2 separate regions of the Zea mays genome follow, and region 2 is linked to region 1. A link is a contact called in public Hi-C data. All regions are on one chromosome and are shown on one strand. Each heading gives the region's core, a stretch centred on a gene start, on an enhancer-like site or on the middle of the called end of the contact. The rest is flanking DNA. Distances are from core to core; before and after follow the strand shown.

Evidence for each region. Hi-C and Micro-C count contacts between places; a contact is called where the count stands out from the background.
Region 2: a contact with region 1 is called in a Hi-C map of bundle sheath, with 2.7 times the contacts expected there. The contact joins the enhancer-like site here to the promoter of LOC100272960 in region 1. A contact is called at or near these places in 2 of 25 Hi-C or Micro-C datasets (bundle sheath and ear).

What each region holds. Positions count from the first base shown.
Region 1 is chr8:67,039,673-67,046,139 of Zm-B73-REFERENCE-NAM-5.0, reverse strand. LOC100272960 reads left to right here and starts at 3,269. Exons shown (of 7, transcript NM_001147412.1): 1 at 3,269-3,607; 2 at 3,720-3,790; 3 at 3,966-4,074; 4 at 4,435-4,517; 5 at 4,676-4,834; 6 at 5,433-5,534; 7 at 5,639-5,997. The coding sequence starts at 3,541. The coding sequence ends at 5,779.
Region 2 is chr8:67,656,187-67,662,653 of Zm-B73-REFERENCE-NAM-5.0, reverse strand. No RefSeq gene overlaps it. Among protein-coding and RNA genes, the nearest start is that of TRNAD-GUC, 7.9 kb to the left of the region's middle. Within about 2 kb of position 3,658, at least 20 of the 20 cell types and tissues checked have an H3K27ac peak or open chromatin away from gene starts, as enhancers often do. A contact at or near this core is called in bundle sheath and ear, where this site is marked.

The sequences.
Region 1 (6,467 bases), core at 2,020-4,519:
CTTCTGTCAAGCCAAAGGTACAAATGTAATTTACTATTATTAATGTTTGTCCATGATGAAATAATAAGAATATAAATAATCTGACAATTCAATATGATTCTTCGTGTTATTTTCCATGTTTCATATGCTTCTACTTTCATTATTACATACTAAGATGATGAAGGTATGTCCTTCATAACCTTCGTCTGAAGATCATTATATCCTAAGGGAGATAATGCTTCGGAGGACGAAGGTCTTTAATCATTAACATTTTGTGTTGCCTTGTTCTTAACTCATAGCATTTGAGAACAAGTCCTCAACAGTCGGGTCTATTTCAACCCTTTCCCTCTCTCAATCGGTCACTTAGACCAGTTGAGTGCTTCTTCTCAATCTCACGGGTCACTAAGACCCCGCAAGGATCACCACACAATTAGGTGTCTCTTGCAAACTTTACAAAACACTTAAAGAGTTTAGAGAGATGAAGAAAGCAACCAAGCAACAAGAGCAACAATTGAAACACAAAACACCCTTTTCAAGTCACTAAACACTTTTAATCGCTTGACTTGATTTTGGCACTTGGAGAGGATTGAAGGCTTTGAATGTCTCTTTGAGGGCCCCAGGCGAACGGATAATGGTGGTCCCTCTAGACTATATCAAAAATTATATGATATGCAGCGGAGCAAATTAGTACTACGTATGTAAATGATGATGTGCATTGAAATTGGTTTTTTAAAATATCTAAGACGCTAGATAATATACATCGGTGCAGATTAGCACTTTGCAAGGTGAGAAATAAGAACGACGGCCACAAAATAACATGAATCTTGATTGTTTGACTGTGCGTGCCTGGGGGATGGAGCAGTGGCGCCCAGCGCCCTGGAATCCTGGAGGATTGGATTGGCTAGATGGCGAACGATGATCACGTGGAGGGTATGGTCGCACAGACGCGCGATAACGTGAGTGTGATGACTGGGCAGTGGGCAACATGTGTCGCGTGGTCCGTGTGCGTCGGGCGTCCGTGTGCCTAGCCCTACCGGCTTGTTAGCTACATATACTATTTTACTACTAGTATATAGCCCGTGCTAATGCTACGTTCCTAAGAAGGGGAAGATTGGGGTGAACGGCGACGGTGGTGACGCGAGGGTAGGGGTTGACGGCGGTGTGGACGTGAGGAGGGGAGGGCTAAAGGATGATCCAAATAATATTGTCCATTAGATTTGAGTGCGCAAGAGAGATGATGTTATTCAACGATCTGAACCGTTGATTTTGATGTTGTGTAAGTATGAGTGCAATTTGTTTGGTGGATTTAGTAAAGATTATGGGTGTGTGGATTATTTGGTTGGATGAGTTTTGTAAAGTGTAAAATAGTGTATTATATTATGATATAGATACTAAATATTTGGCCCCTATTACTTTTGGGCCCTCGGTCGTCGCCTCTGTTGCATGGGATCAGGGCCGGCCCTAACTGTCCTCTACGGCCTCTAGAACATCCTCGTCTAACTATTTCCGCTGACATATCCAGGACAACAATATTATGCTTGAGACAAAAATCCTTGGCCTCTTCAAAAATATCATTCTTCCAATTGTCATACCCTATCGCACCACTGTAGCTTTCAACACCAAAGTTTTCCCTTCTTGGTTGCTTGAAAAGGAAACAATAAAAGCAAAAATCCGCATCTTTAGCAACATTGTATTCCAACAATTCATGCTTTTTGAACCATCATTCCTGAAAAATTCTTTGTCTATCTCCTATTTGCTTCTTGGGAAATATGTGACATTTTGGTTGACAAGGGCATAACAATAAATACTCTCTTCTAACAATATCTCGAATGTTCACATCTAACTCTTCAATTGGTTTTCGAAGTCTATGATCACCAACAATATTATTTTGATTGAACATAACATTGGGATTACCTTGCACATTTTGACTAGCATCAGTCCCAATCTCAGTATCTATTGATTCCGTATTATTTTGTGTAGTCCCAACATCTAGTGATTCTTGATTGTTTTCATTTTCATCCAAATTAGTCCCAATTTGTACGTCTTGAATGATTTCATTTGATTCTTGATTTGACGTGACTTGATAAAATGATGTTATTGTTCGAACTCTCTTCATATTGTACACTGTAATTGTAACACTAATCACTATGGATTATGAAACTTTCTAGACACAACATAATTTTCTCGGTGTCAAACAACAAGCACAAACCATGGAATTGGAAACGCGAGGCTCACCATAGGTTGTCGGGTTGCGCCTGCTGCGCCTGCGCTGCTTGCTGGCTGCTGCACGGTGTATGTGCGGCTGCGACTGCTCCTGCTCCTGCTCGCCACTTCGCCAGCTTGCCGCAGACCCGTAGTGCCTCGCCCGCGTGCGGCCCTTGGGCCGGCGGGAGTGCAGGCCGGCTGCCCCTGCTCGGCTCCTAGTCCGCGTGACCGTGCCCCGGCGCCCGGCGCCTCCGCAGAGGAGCAGGCGAGCAGCCGCCAGCCCGCCACATTTGCTAGTTGGGTTGTTCGGTTACTATTCATATTTTTGGGTTGTTATTACACAATTAGTCCGTCCAAGAGTAGGGCCTGGGCCCTAGTGACCATAGGCCTGAATCCGCCCCTGCTTGACGGGTTGCTATCACAAGCAGTGGTGCAAAGAGCCTGGTAGCGGCCGCATGAAAGTTGTCTCTATGCGTCTGTGGACCGACGCTTTTAACTCACATCTAAAGTTGTTTGTTTGGGATCAGATAATCCATATACATAGGACGTGGATACCTTGCCTTGCGAGTTAGGGCCAGACATTTAGGCCATGTTTGAATGTAGTTAGCTGCTAACATTAGCTAAAAATATCTAAACATTATAATTAATAGTTTAAATATTAACTACTTTTAGTAAATTAGTTAGTTGGCTAGCTTATTCAACTAGCAGTTTTTTAACCAACTAACTCGTTCTACTATATTTAAACACCCTTTAATATATATTCTTTCTGTTATTTTCTATGTGTCGAGTTTTAGTTTAAAAATTACCTACCGGATGATAAAAAACATTTGAGAACCGAGGTGGTAGAAGATAATGACAAAAATCGCACGAACAAAGAAAATTTAGCCAAATAAGGTTAGCACATGGTTGATTGGAGGGTGCTCAAGAGGAGAGGACACGAGTGACGGCAGCATAGGCTGATCCGCAACAGATCCGCATATCCTTCCTCCCTTCCGTATCCGCCGATCAACCGGCCACAAAAACTCTCTCACTTACATTTGCGGGCCCATTGAACGTGCGGCCCACTTTCATTGAGAGACGAACACGCGAGTAGAGAATTTCTCCTGCCTGCTCACGACCGCCCTCTCGCCGGTCGCCGGTCGCCGCTCGCAACGCAAGTCGGAAGAGGAATCTCTCCAAGCTCCAATCCTCCGATCCTGCCCCAACCCAAGTCCCCTCCACCAGGCCGCACACCTCCGCCGCCCGGCGCGACCTTGCATCCACCAGCCTGCCCTCTCCTTCGCGTGAGGCGGCCCCGGCGACCGCGTCGGCAGTGCAAGACCAGACCGAGGCTTCTCCCGTTGGAAGGTTCCAGCCATGGCGAGCGCCGATCTGCTGCGGAAGGAGGAGGAGTTCTACTCCTCCCTCTTTGATTCCGCAAAAGGTAACCCGCCCATCCCCTTTACCCGAAAGGAAAAAAAAACTCCTCTTTCGATGCTCACATGTCGAGCTCAACCCCCAAATCCGCCCCTTATTTTAGTGCTGCGTGAACGCAGGCGACGGCGTCAAGTCGCGCTCGCAGGTGATTGAGAGGAAGATTGAATCCCTCGAGGACATGGCCACCAAGGTCGTTCCTGCTGCCTTCTACGCCTTGCTGCCCTTTTTTCGTTTTTTTTTTCCTTTTCGTCATGCCTGAATGCTCTCATGCAAGTAGTAGTTCTGGTGTAATATCAGACTTGTTGTGATGTGTGTTAGGGGTCTGCAGGTCAATGCTTTACACATTGCAATGTTATATCACTCAGGTCAGCAACCGGAGATCAAGAAGATGGTTGAACGACCGCTTGCTGATTGAGCTTGTCCCACGCCTTCATGTTGAAGAAATCAAAGGCCTCTTTGCTCCTCCACCATGGGGTATGCTCCGAATACTGCTCCAGTATTTTTTTAAAAAAGCATGCTTTTTCTATGCTTCGCAGTTCAAATGTTCTTTAACTATTTGTACTAACTGCTTGCGATTGCCCCTTGTATGCTAGAAAAGCTATAGACTATGTTCACAAAATCATAAAGAGACAACATTCTTTCTCTTGAAGTTAAAACATGTCCATGTTAAATGCTCACAAGTACTGCAGTACTGGAAATTCGTGTCCTCGTGCATATCTTGTTGTTCTTCTATTTATATCATTTAAAGAGAATTCTTATATGCATATGACATGTCATCTTTTCCTTCTTCTTTTTTGAGGAAAAGCTCATATGTATATTACAATGATTATGTAGGTGAGGAGCTGCCCTTGTCAGCATTCTGCAGGACAAGTGTTAGTGACTGGGAGGCCTTCAGGAGCATCGACATGGATGCTGAGGTGTGTAGAGCCAGTCCTGCTAGCCGCATTCTGTTCATCATTGTTCACTATATAATTTAGTGAAATGCACAATGAGAAGCGATATCTGTATATCACAGAACAGTCACATGCACTTGTTATGGACCAGCCATACTAAAGCAACTTATTCTTATTTGCAGGCAAGATTGATGCAACACATGAAACGATCATCCGAAAAACAAAGGACTCATGTCGACGAAGATGAATTGATTGCTCTGAATGCTTGGCGTCGTATAGGTCGCCAAACAAGAGAAGCTATTAAGAAAAAATTTCTACCTGATCTACTTCAAATATATGAAGTATTGCCTTCTTTGCTTTAGTTTAACCCCCTCTTTTTCCATAAAAACCAGGCTCATTCTCTTCATCTCCTCCACAATTGATTGAAGTGATAATATTTGATGAAAGCTAATCTGTTTTTCTTGCAAACAAGACATGAGAGTTCTTGGTTATGTATTTATATATATCTGAATCTGCTATCTTTCTCGCACATGCTAATTCATCATGCATACCACATCTAATTTGTTATTTGTAGTTTCAAGCCTCAATATTATGCGAAGTCTATGAGACAGGATAAATTTTATTGAATAGCTTTCTAAATTTACAGTATCGACAATATCAATTTAGTGCTATGCTTATAAAAGCAAAGATGTCGTTGTTATGACTTATATCTGTATGATGCCTAGGTTTTGTTTGGAAAATAATGTTCAGAAAAGGTGCATTGTGGGTCTCTTTGTCTGCTGCCCTTGTTTCCACCTTGTGTAAATATTTTTCCTGTCTTCAAAAGTTGGCATCAGTTTTGCAGTTTTCTTATGCCACTGCTAACAACTTCTCTTCCAGTCTATTTGACTTGGCGTGTCAGTTGTTTATACTATCAGCTTTTGCGTTTCATGTTTGCAGGAACAGGTTAGGGCCTTCATTGAAGGTACTGGTGACAGCGACGTGCTTGTGCTGAATGTCCAGGACCCGTTCCAGAGGCTGCTTCTGCACGGTGTTTGTGAGGTGACTATGTTCCCATGTCCGATAAAACCCAACAGTTTTATGCTAAAGAATTTAGTTGCTCTTAAAAATAGTAGTGGTCTTGATCAGGGTTTGTCTGTTTGCAGTTCTATAACGTAACCTCAATGACCACAAGCAGTGTAAGGGACGGGAAGCCATGGAAGAGCACCACCATCAAGAAGAGGCATGTCACCGGTCTTCCTCCGAGAATCACATTAGTTAGCTTCCTGAGGATGAGGAAGAATTAGTCGTCCCAGTAACATGTGGATGTGAGGGTCCTACACTAATTCGCCTGGATGTGTACTAAAAAGACAAATTTGTTGCTTTAGGTCGCATCTAGCATGTAATCAAATGTAAAATATCCATGTCAAATGTAAAATACATTGCAAGACCTTGTTCCAGATGAAGAAACTCAAAAGTGTAAGCCCCTACTTCTATCACTGAGTCTATGAAAGAGGCTTAAGCCAAAATATCTGTTGCGTAGCATTTTATGCCATATTCCACCTATCTATCATGTGGTCAGGAAGCGGTAGAAAATTAAGGCCTTGCAAAATTGCAATCCTATCCACTTGCTGGAATCTGAATCTAAAAAAAAAGGTTTCTGAATGCTTGTCCTCATTTTTTTTCTTTTATTGCCTGACAACTCCTATTCTCCATGTCTGCCATTGTGGCTAAAGCCCACAAGCAGCAAAGCATTGGCACCAGCATAGTATAGCATCCAAGCTAGAGTATAAGGTACGTACCTTCATCAATGGAAATATAAAGTAGGATATTCAACTTTGACAGCTCCAAGGTGCTTCATTCTGATAACAGATGTAATCAGCGTCATTGTTAAACCGATGTAAATGTAGTTCAGCTACAAGGAGCAGAATTATATTATATATGGACAGACAATTGCAAAAGTGCAGCACAGCACTTTGGGTGCTTATAAAAAAA
Region 2 (6,467 bases), core at 2,409-4,908, 620 kb before region 1:
CCACCACCTCCTCTTCTCTTCTCTTTGCTTTGCTTTGCCAGTGCTGAAGGGAAATATACTTTTTTCTGTCCTCGCGCGGCTGCCACGATCGAAATGATTGAAGAATGAGGAAACGGTAATAATGGCGGACAGAAAAGTTCCTATGATTATCAAACCGCGCCGCTGGTCCAAAAGAATGCATGGATTTGAGAAGGCTAGATTGTTGGGCATCTATCTATATGCTACTGAACCTTGCTGGCTGAAGAGTACCAGTACTAAATTGCCGGATGATGGATGGAGATACAGTCTTCAAATTCTACGTTTTTTTACCGGTTTGGATTACTACTACAACTAGTTTTTAGTTGTATGTATTAAGAGCTTGTTCGGTTAGGGAGGACTCAATAGGGCTGGAAGTGTTTGAATATAATATAAGTGAATTATGAAACTTCACTTATAAACTTCAACTTTTGGGTTGAATTGATCGGTGTATGCAACTTAATATGGTATCGGAGCTAGATGTCTTGAGTTCAAATCCTGGCTAGCGCAATTAAATAAAATAATTGTTGCTCGCTCCTATTCCACGTCTAAGACTGAAGAGAGGCTCGAGGTGAGTGCTATAATATAATATATGTGAACTGTCCAACTTCACCTATAAGTTCAAGCTTTTGGATTGAATTGTGTGTGCATTCAACTTAATAGAAAGAATTAAATTTTCTTGCTATTCCAAAAGTGAATAAAAGAATATTTAATCTCCTCAATCCTATCTTTATACATATGCAACCGAACAAGGCATAAAATGTAATGTGAGAGATGGGAAAGGAAAAAAAATGTAAATACGACTGTTGCTTGTTTGTGGCTCATCACTTGGTTAAGGAAAATGCATGCATTGGCTCGTCAGTGCTGTAGCTTCTATCTCTCGAAATAATTAGTAGTAGGGGTTAGGGTTTGTTAAAGGGCCGGGGTGCGGTTAGGCACCAACTTAACCGCACTTAGTTTTTCCCATGTGCGTGACACTATGCAGCTCGCCGTGGAAGCTTCAGTCAGTTCCTTCCTTCCTTCTTCTTCCTCCTCCTCCTCCTCCTCCTCCTCCTCCTCCTCCTCCTCCTCCTCCTCTCTCTCTCTCTCTCTAGCCATTCCGAGCATGCAAAGTAGAGGCAGCAGCACGCACGCGTGTGACCATTGTCAGAGGAAACGGCCGGCAGTACGGTCCCAGTGTTATGCAACTTTGTTATCCTTGCTTTGCATTGTTAATGATTCCCCCCAAAAGCGCCACACTGGTGTGTTGTGTGTGTGGCGTAGAAGAATAGGATTCTCACCATGGTAGGAGAGAAGGGTGGGAGTTTTTTTTTTTGTTAATTTACAGGCAGTTTTGATGACTTTCACGCGAAATGGCGCCCCACTGTATGCCGTCCGTGGAGGAGAGGACGACGACACCGGCACGCAGAATAAGGAAGGAGAGAGTAGGGAGACGACGCAGACGCCTCGATCGAATTATGGAAAATGGATGGATGGTTGCATTGGTGTGTGTGCAGTGTACTAGTGTATGGCTTCTTTGCAGGTCTCGAGAGGCGCGAAACAATGGGCTCGTCTCTCCTCCTGCGCGGCGGACAAATTTAAAGCCATGATCCCACACAGACACAGCTCGCAGTCACCGCTACTTGCTTCGGAAAGAAGAGGACGAAGGAAGGAACTCAAGGCCTGTGCCCAGTGTGCCCTGTGTGCGAGGCCGTGGCTGAGACTAGGGCAGTGGGCAGGGTGTTCAGCGTGCGTGGACAATCGGGCATGCATGCATGCATAATGCTTTAGCAGCGAAGCATGGATCGTGTTGAAGATACCATTGCATGGATTATTGGTGCGTCTCGATCAGACACACCCTCCAGCAATGCATGGATAAACATGCGTGGCTAGCGTCGTTTCGAGCCTGAGATATCCACTCCTGGGTATGCTTGCATCCATATAGATTATGTTGCATCGCATATATGCATGGACCATATTATATTACATAAGCCCGGCCGCGCGCAGGACTGAAAAGAGCAGTCCCTATCACTGACTGGACAAAGGGCTTTATTTCCGCTGGTGGTCAAGTTTGATAGATTCTCTCTCACACTGCACACTCTTCTCGGACTCTGAAGGCTGCTGCCTGCTGTTAGTGCGTCTGGGCTGCTGCTGCCTGCTGGCCACTGAGGCTGCGGACGTGTTTGTGTGCGTCCTCTTGTATTCCGGCCGGGTAGGTGATCGACTTTAGGATGCATGCTGCATGCATGCATTAGAGCAACTCCAGTAGTTCTCTAAAAGACTTCTTAAATCAATAATTTAGGTAGTTAACATAAAAACTATTCCCCAACAGTTCTCTAAACGAACTTTCTAAATTTAACAATTTGTCATCTAACCTCATTTTCTCTCTACATTTGGCAACCATTTAACAACTCTCTAAACAAAAATGTTGACTGCATTATATAGTTTTTGTGACTTATTTTTTATGTGGATAAATACAAAACAAAATTACAACTTATATTTAAAAAACTATTGGAGAACTCACATTTTTTTACTTCAAAATCATTTAGCAACTTCTTAAATCTATGATTTAGAGACCTAAAATTTACATAACTATTGGAGTTGCTCTTAGCATGCTCTCGCATGACGGACGGGGAGGTACGGTGGGAAAAGAGCGTGGTTTTTCAGCTAGCGACCGACCATCAGAAAAACAAAAGGGGAGGCTTCCTTTTTTTTTTCTCATTCTTCTTCTTCTCTCCGTTTGGTGCCGGCCGGGAATGTATATGTGCACGCGAAGAGGCTGTGGACCTGTTGTTGCTTCGAGAGTTGGAGATCTTTGAGCGTGGAAAACAACCTAGCAGATAAGGTATATAGATTATCGATCGAGAGGCTTTTGTGTTGCTGAACTCATGATCGGCAAAATCTGTGTACTGAAAGGTGTCCATCATACATGTCTGCCACGCCCGCGGCCAGCGCAAGCAACGTCCGTCCTCGGCCGTCGCCTTTCCATGACGCGGCGGCGTGGCTGTCAGCTGTTCTTAGCTCCGATCGGCGGTGGGGGCCGCCGACGTCGACCACCACCACCCACGTACGACGTAGGCACGCGCCGCGACGAACGAGCAGTCAGCCGCGTGCGATGCGAACATGCAGTGCTTTTGCATGCTCCTGTCGTTCCACGCCTCGACATACGTCAGGAGCACGTAACGTAACGTAACGCGCTTTTGGCTGCATGCATGCGTTGTTTGCGGCTCGATCCATTCTCGTCTCGTCCGTCTCTCGGAAAATCTCGGTCCGTCCGCGCGTGGCAGGCAACAACGTGACGTGCTGGTGTGTGCTTTTTCTCCTTCCCGGGATAAAGAAAAGGCGGGGGCCGCGCGCGCGGCGCTGGAATCGAATCGGCGAACGCACCGGCGGCGGCGGACGAGGAAAGAAAAAAGGCGCGAGGGCCGGAACGGATGGGGAGGGAGCATGGGATGGGGATGGCTGGCCGATGGGGGCGCGAGAACGTGGGGGCAACGGCCAGCCGGGGAGTAAAATAAGGCCAATCATTGGGCACTCAACCGCGGTCCACGTCCGCGGCCCGGCGCGCGACACGGCGAGCGGCGCGTGCGGGCGGGGGCCCTGCCTTCGACCCCGAGCGCGACGGCGCACGCGCGTGGAGGGCACTGGGGGCTCGCTCGCGGTGGGCGGGACGGGGGCCGGGCCGGCTTTGGTGGGCGGTGTGGGCGCCCGTGCCGCCCGCGATCTGTTCTGATCCCGCCGTTTCGGCCACTGTTGGTGATGTGACTATGTGAGTGGCCGCCGTGTCCCCTCGCCCACACGTCTCTCTGCCGCCCGTGCCGAGCGCGCACCGGAGTACACGGAGCGCACGAGTAGCCGGGAAACCAACGGAGCGGAAGAGTCAAGCATTATTTATTCACTCTACCGTATAATCTCTGCTACTCTATAAGAGTAGACGCGAGGGCGTCTACCCAAATCTTTGGTAAAGCATGCCCCGCTGGCTGCCCGCGCTCTCCCTGCTCTCACCGTAGATCCCATCGGCGCCATTGCTCTCTCCTCGCCATCGCCGCTCGATCGCTCCGCGCTCTCCCTGCTCACGCCCTCTACATGGAAGGCAAGCCGAGGCCCAAATCGCTGCTCGCCCGCCCTCTACATGGAAGGCAAGCCGGCGCCCAAATCGCTGCTCGTGGACGGGATCTGCTTGCTCTCTCCTCGCCAACGTCGCTCGATCCGCTCCACGCTCCACCTGCTCCCGCCCTCTACATGGAAGGCAAGCCGGCGCTCAAATCGCTGCTCGCAGACGGGAATCACTGCTCGCAGACAGGATTGCGGCCTCGATCCGCGCTCTCCCCTGCTCTTGCGCTGTACATGGAAGCATGAAGCGAACGGGGAAGGCCGGGGCTCAAATCGCTGCTCGCAGACTGGCCACTCGGTACATCTGAACCATCTCTCGTGGCACTTCCATGATCCAGGTGGAAATTGTCAAAAGTCGAGATAAAGATCGAGTTTTCACATCGTTCGCTGGAGTCAAGAGCAAGAGAGGAGAATGAATTTCGCATAGATTGAGTGGAATTGAGGTATCTTGGAGCGAGGAGGAGACCTCGCGACGCGTGGTGAGGCTGTCTTCGTCGTCGAACCTGGCTCCGCCACTGGATCTGGAGCCTGAATCCATGACCCCGCCTCCGCTGTGGCCCTTCCTATCCGGTGGCGCCTGCTGCGACGGCGGCCTGACCTGCCCGGCGCCGACGAAGGGGAGCGCCCACTGCTGCTGGTGCCCTGCGCCACAACACAAGACACACGGTCCGCCTTTAACGTTAGTTCTTTTTTTTCTTCTTTCCCGCACAAACAACTTTTTTTAGTAATTTCCCACACAAACAGTTACCATCGACACACACGCACAGGCGGCATATGCAGGAGAAGAGAGAAATTTGGAACCTTGCCATTATTGCAAATGGGTTTCATCACTTTGCCATCATTTTAAAGGGCTTAGCCTATATGCCATTATCAAGCAAGACCCATATGCTTAAATGCCTTTTTCGCAATTCAATAAAACGAAAAATTGATTGGATATAATCTTCCTTCGTCTACCTCCAGCCGAACAGCACACCACCTCTACCTCCGTCCTCGGGACCGACGCGGCTACATATCTTCTCTTCTTGACTGCAGCGGGCTTGCCACAGTGGCCTTGGTCGTAGCAGCAGCACGCCACGAGCAGCGACGCCAGAGAAGAGGGAGTTCCAAATGGCGATTACAATGAAGACCAGACGACAAAAGACATGAGCGAGGTGAAAATTGTGCAGGGTGGCAACGTCCCGGACGATGACGGTGCAACGCTCAACATGGGAGTGGCGTCACGCGGCGGTGGAAGCAACAGCTGGGGACCTTCAACTACGACTACCAGAGCTATGCGCTTAACTTTAACCAGAGCACTGACGAATAGCAGCAGCGTGCTGAGTTTGCTTTGGACAACGTCGGTGGTGGTTGGCTGATGGTCTCACCAGTGAGAAAAAGAGAAGCGGAGAAGGCTATTCTTCTCTAATCGATTTTTCGTTATTAAATTGCGAAAAAGCATTTTAACATATGCGTCTTTTTTGATAATGACATATAAGAGAAGCCCCTTAAAATGGTGGCAAAGCGGCGAAACCCATTTGCCATAATGGCAAAATTCTAAATTTCTCACGAGAAGACGATGTCGCAAGATCAAGAGCGCTGTCGCACGACAAGTCTGAGCTGTCTCGCCGCTTCGAGCGACTGGTTCAGGTCCGTCATGAGCTACTAGAAGGGAAATGTGACCTTGGAAAGTTTGTAGACGAGGTCTGCCTCATCCTAAAGTACGTAGTGAGCCAATGCTTCTCGAATCAAGATCAGACCGACACTATGAGCCGTGATACAGAGGATTTTGATGGAGCTAAGCCATCAGGTGCAGTTACCATCGACGGTACGCATGATACTGAAAGCGCTAAACAAGCAGCGACTTCAGCTTTTCAGACAGATGTAGATGAAGAACCAATTCAGTCAATTGAAAGCTAGACTACGGCGACCAATCATCTGCAGAAGCTTGATATAGAACTCATACATGCCCTACAACAGCAGGATGGTAGTAGTATCCTTTCAAGGAGAAAATCGGCGACATACTGTGAGATGCAAAGGTAGATTTATATGCTGCTACGTGTATTCGTCACTTTTAAAAAAATGTTGTCAACAATTTTTTTATGTATGTTCTTGATCATATAGCCCTGCTTCTGAGGCAAATGTGGAACGTCGGGCAGCGCAAGAGGAAAGTCATTTAGCAACAGTAAGTTAAGTTACTGTGTCTGTCTATAGTTATCAGTACACCATCAGGAACTGAACTCACAATATCAACATCATTCACTGCAGAGCTCAGAGATCCTCGCAACGGCTGACAAGCCCGCCAAGTGCCAGGAGACGATCACGATCCTTCGCCAAGTGTCTATTGTTCGGTGGGCGCCAATGTTGGGGACTTGTTCTCAAAT